Regions from separate parts of the Macaca mulatta genome. Here region 1 is linked to region 2. The links are chromatin contacts, called in public Micro-C maps. All regions are on one chromosome and are shown on one strand. Each heading gives the region's core, a stretch centred on a gene start, on an enhancer-like site or on the middle of the called end of the contact. The rest is flanking DNA. Distances are from core to core; before and after follow the strand shown.

The links. A called contact is a pair of places that touch in the nucleus more often than the background predicts.
Region 1: a contact with region 2 is called in a Micro-C map of CD4 T cells, with 8 times the contacts expected there. The contact joins the promoter of PELI1 here to the enhancer-like site in region 2. A contact is called at or near these places in 3 of 14 Hi-C or Micro-C datasets (CD4 T cells, fetal cortex germinal zone and liver).

The regions. Positions count from the first base shown.
Region 1 is chr13:60,581,959-60,584,658 of T2T-MMU8v2.0, reverse strand. PELI1 (pellino E3 ubiquitin protein ligase 1) reads right to left here and starts at 1,324. Exons shown (of 7, transcript NM_001260952.1): 1 at 1,288-1,324.
Region 2 is chr13:60,402,193-60,404,892 of T2T-MMU8v2.0, reverse strand. The region is part of intron 1 of LOC114671954 (a long non-coding RNA gene); the gene reads right to left. Among named protein-coding and RNA genes, the nearest start is that of LGALSL, 130 kb to the right of the region's middle. Within about 2 kb of position 1,367, at least 6 of the 40 cell types and tissues checked have an H3K27ac peak or open chromatin away from gene starts, as enhancers often do. A contact at or near this core is called in CD4 T cells, where this site is marked.

The DNA.
Region 1 (2,700 bases), core at 75-2,574, 180 kb before region 2:
TTCATTTCTCCTTAAGTGTGAGAGTAATACATATTCAACACAGTAAAGGACAATGCGATTTCTGAAACAAAAGATTATGTGCAAAGAAAACAAAGTAACATTTTGCAGAGTAAGAAAAAGTAGAGCCTGTGAACCGAAACAGATGACCTTTTCTTATCTATAAAGTATAAAGCTTCAGTTTTTAGCACAACCAGCATCTTACGAATAAAGTTCTCAATAATATTTGTTGATATACTGTTTGATGACTTAACGACAGGAATATTGTTGGTGCTGTTAAAACCAAAGCACATTTCCTTCTGTGTAGTGATTAAAATCTGTTAAATGTACATTTTTAAAAAACCTATGCCCTCTGTCCCATTCTTGCTCTCTTGCCTCTAAGAGACCTACACATACAAAAATAAAAGTAGATGGTGACGTGACTTTATGATTTACATTAATTTCCCTACTCGAAGCATTTCTCAGTAACTCTTTAAAGGTTTTAAGATTCAAACACTATGTAAGAAGAATTATGGTTTGAACTACGTAACAATTACCTAGACATCTTTTGGACTTCAGCTAACCTGTAAGTAAAATGAGCATCTTTAACTTTTCCACGGGGCATTTGAGAACGGGTTCTTCCTCATAAACTCTTTCATATCCTCAGATACCAGGCGCGGTAAAAGATCAAGCGTATCCATCAGGGAGCTTTTCACGACCTCAGTTTACCCACTTAGGGAAACGGGCGTATTGTTTCCTAGGGGACCCAGGGGTGAAATTAATTAGCGTGTTTAAAATGCTCTGAGATCCGAAGATGAAAGGAAATGTGAAAGACGCGCGGAGATGATGACAACAATCATAACAATAAAAAGAATGACTAACTTGGAAGTCTGCGTTATGTAAGGGAGGAAAAGAAGTTATCAGATCCGCACAAACAAAAGGGAAACCCACCGCCCCTTTTGTTTCTCCCATTTCCCTCTCCTACCCGCCACCCGCAGAGCACCCCTCTCGCAGCCTGAGCGCGCGGCCAGCCAGGCGCGGGGCTCGGAGTTGGCCGCCGCGCGCCCGGCTCCCGGGCGGAGGGGGAGGCCGCACAGGGCCGGTTCTGACAAAGGCGCTTCCTCCTGCCAGGGCGCGGGATGGAGGCGCCGCAAACTCCGCTCCCCGCCGCCGCGGGGGCGCGCAGCGGGCGGGGAGAGCTGGCTGGCTGGCCGCCGGAGAAGCCGCCGAGGAAGTTGCGCGCCCGCCCTCCCCGCGCCCCTCGGCGGCCCCGCCGCCATCCATCCAGCGGCGCCCCGCGGCCACACTTACCGGACAATTGCTGGTGGCCGGGATCCCAGCGCGGCCCCTGAGACCCGAGGCGAGAGGGTGAAGTGTTGTGCGCGGGGAGCACGAGCAGACAGCCCGCCGTTCCGCCGCTGCCCTCCGCGCCAGCCAGCCGAGCCCAGCGAGGGGAAGTTGACCACGAAGTCGAGCGCTGAGGAGCCGCGGAAGCAGGGAGAGGCGTTGGGGCTGCTTTGTGGTGCACTCCCGGAGGGCTGGGGACCAATTCGACCGCGCCGCGGGGCTGGCGCTGCTGCTGCTACTGCTGCTGCTGGTGGAGGCGGCGGCGGCGCCCCCCGACGGTCCCTCCACCTCACACCGCCTCTGGTTCACTGACATACACTCCCAGGGAGGGGAGGGGTCTAACCGGAGGGCGGGGCCTGAGGGTGGGGACGAGGCAGGGCCACAGCGGAAGGCGGTGTCGTCGCGCCGAGAACGCTCTTGGGAATTGTAGTTCTCTGGCTGAAGAAAAAAGGGATTCATTGTTGTCCAGCACTCGACCAGGCTCGCTCTGCACTGAGCATGCTCGAGGGCGAGGTTTGGGCCGCCCCCTCCCACCGTTACCATGGTCACCGACACACTTAGCGAACGTGTTCAGTGCAGATGTTGGCCGAACAAGGGCGGTCTTGTATTCTGGTGTTGTTGGGGATCCACCCCTTAGCCGGTCCTTCCTACTTCGCTCCACCCCGAACTCCTAGCCTCACCAGTCATAAGTGTCCAGTGAGATCTGACTTCCTCCCGATATTTCAGTCTTCCCTGCTGCCTAATTTATCTTCCACAAACCCTAAATCACGAATACCACTGTCCCTCATTTCCCTCAATTGAATCTTCTCTGTCTAAATTCAATTTTCTTTACCTAAGGCTTGTCGAAATGTAGTTGTTTCCAGTAATTGAACAATTAGGTTATAAAACTTACGAATATCACCACTATCAAAATCCCGTAATTAATTACTTTGCTCAGTTAATCACATCTAACTTTAAGATTAGCAAAGTACAGGATTAAGATCCCTATATTTTACTTGATTACTATACAAGAATCCAGGTTCGTTCATTTTAAGGCCTACAATTTTTAAGACATACAGATTTCATAAAGTATACGTTCAAAAGACAAGTTGAAAATTGTTTATGTGTATTGGCCAACTTTAGTTTGGTAATAAGAGAAGTCTGAACCAAGGTATGAGTATGTTGTTGGGCTGGTCAGCTAAGTCTACACCCATCTTGGGCACCCAGGTGTGGATAGGTGGTAGGGAGGAGGGTGGAGAAAGGCAGGACACATTACTGGCTCTCCAGAGAGCTAAAGGCAACGCGTCCTGAGCTCTTTTGTTTTCCTTCTCCGCCTAGCTAGAACCCCACACCCTGGAAGAAAAAGATGAATGCTTAGGAATCAGACGAACTTTTGGA
Region 2 (2,700 bases), core at 118-2,617:
ATATTGAACAAATGCACAGCAGAATATTGAGAAGGAATTTATGACAATATTTACATAAAGAGTTGGCATTTGCATTGATGAAACCAAAAACAGAGCCCTCAGAACTGACCAGGGAGAAGAACCATGGATGTCTCTGAGGAACTTGGGTCCTTCTTTCAGACCTGGGAAAGGATGGTCCCTGCTGCCTATAACTATAATGTTCAGCACAGTGACCTTGACTTGGAGTCACCAACTGATTTCAGTTATGGTTTGAGGCACCACTGGAGAATGGGATATCGCTCATTTGTTTAACAAACACTTCTTGGGCACCTGCTGTGTGCCAGCCACTGTGCTGTGAGTCAGGATGTGATGGAGAGCAGAAGAGGCAGTGCCTGTGGCTGCATGAAGTCCCCAGTCAGGTAAGAACACTGGAGGGGCTGCTCTCAGCCTTGAGAAACTCAGCAGCCAAGGAGCCACGCCCCTGGTGGGTCAGCGGACCACTCAGACAGGTAGTGACCAGGCTCTGTTATAATTTATTTTCTCTTAATGGTAAAGTTGTGAGCAAGTCTCAACTCCCATTTCTTCTTAGAGAAAATATAGGCAAGAAGTGGTCACAGAAATAGAGCTAGAGAGGAGTCCTTTTTTTGGGTAGGGTCCTAGGATCCATGAAAACATCTCCAAATGGCAGATGGTCTGGAGGGAGAATCCCATGCCTCATCCTCATCTAATCGGATCATCTGTCTTTTTAAATACTATCCTAAAGGATATGTGTCTTGGCTGGATGAGACAGTGGAAGAAACCCGTTTGATTTTCTTGATGGGACTTCTCTCCCTTCAATGTAGATTCACAGAGAAATGATGGTTTAATAGAGAGATCTAAATTACCCAAAATTAACAACTTGACATTTATGGTGTTAGCTTCATAACTACTGATAGAGAGACAACCAGAGCTAAAGCATTGGCTTTTGGGCCCTCCTTCGAGGATAATATGCTTATTTCCAAAGGAAATGCATCCTCCCATCCAGGTCACATCTTCTGGCTGTCCCAAAGCCAGCACTGGAGCTGGCAGAAGGGATTGAGGTATGATTTGTGTCATGCCTTTTTATTTGTCAGACCAGAAAATGCCATACCTGACTCATTGAGTCAGCTTGGGGATCAAATGAGATCATATATGTAAAACAGCAGAGTGCCCGACTTGTGACAAAGACTTAACATTTGCTAACCATTTGGAGTGGATCTCTAGCACTCCTATCTCCTTTGGGGAACAGTCCCCCTTCCATTCCACACTGCCTTGGTGGGCATGGTACCCTTTCTCCTGAATGCAGCAAGAGAGAGTTAGGCCCACAAACAAGGACATGCAGAGATGAGAATGGGATGGACAGAGAGAGGGTCCTGGCATGTATGAGAACAGACATGGTTCCTAAATCTCAGATTCCTGTACCTCCTTTTTCAATTCTGAGTCACCTTGGGCCAAGCCACAAAGGTGAGCAAAGAGTTTCCATTTTACTTAAGCAGGCTGAGTTGAGGTTCCATAATTTACCATTGGTCCCATGAGGATGTGAGGGCATGATGCCATAAGTCCACGTGGCAGGAGAACCAGGTGGACAGTAACCTTTTAGGTGCCCACAACTGAGAAGTGAGAATGTTCTCAGAGCACCCCTGGGTCTTAGTCACTGACATTTCAACAGGCTGCAAAACATCTTTCACCTGCCTCTTAACTGCCCTCTGTGAGTTACATATTGTGGCTTACCACCGAAAGTGACACCTCCCTTCTGAGTCTCAAAGACAGCAAGTCAAGCTGAGAACTTGGAACTGTGTATTAGTGAGAGGAACCTCCCACTGGTTTAGATCAGGGAGGACATCCAGTGGTCTGCTCAGGTCAGTCATGCCCCAGGCCAGCAGCTGGAAGGACAGCAGAGTGGGCTCAGTGAGCAGTGACTATAACCCAGAAAACAGATGTTAATCTCAAGGGCAGTCTCTGGGCATCCTGCATCTTTGGACCCCCCGGGCTGAGTGCTGCATCAAGGAGTCTGAAGTTCTTTAAGGTCCCAGTGAATGGAATGGAATCTGCCCCAGCTGGCAGCATGTCCCTGGCTGTACTAAATGAGATTCTGTGGGGTATGGGGAAAGGCACGAGAACTTTAGGCCCCTGAGGTCAGGGAGACACAGCCAAATAGCTCAGATACAAGTGTCTTGGCAGGCACAGAGGGGTGTAGCAGTGAGGTGAGTGGAGGGTGGGGTGCATTTTTTGCTAGTGTGCCCAGTTTTATTGACAAAAAAGGTAGCAGCTGAGCAGGACCTTGACCAACTGGTGGGATGCAGGATGAGGAGGATGAGTGATATGGGCAAGATGTGGTCCTGGGCCAGCACCATCAGCATCATCTGGGAACTTGTTAGAAAGGCAGAGTCACGGCCGGGCGCGGTGGCTCATGCCTGTAATGCCAGCACTTTGGGAAGCAAGGTGAACAGATCACTAGGTCAGGAGATCAAGACCATCCTGGCTAACATGTAAACCCCGTCTCTACTAAAACACCAAAAATTAGCCGGGTGTGGTGGCATGTGCCTGTAGTCCCAGCTACTCAGGAGGCTGAGGCAGGGGAATCGCTTGAACCCGGGAGGTGGAGGTTGCAGTGAGCCTAGACTGGGCCACTGCACTCCAGTCTGGCAACACAGGACCAGGCGGGCAAGGCAGGCAGGCATCTGATTGCAGGATCCCCAATAC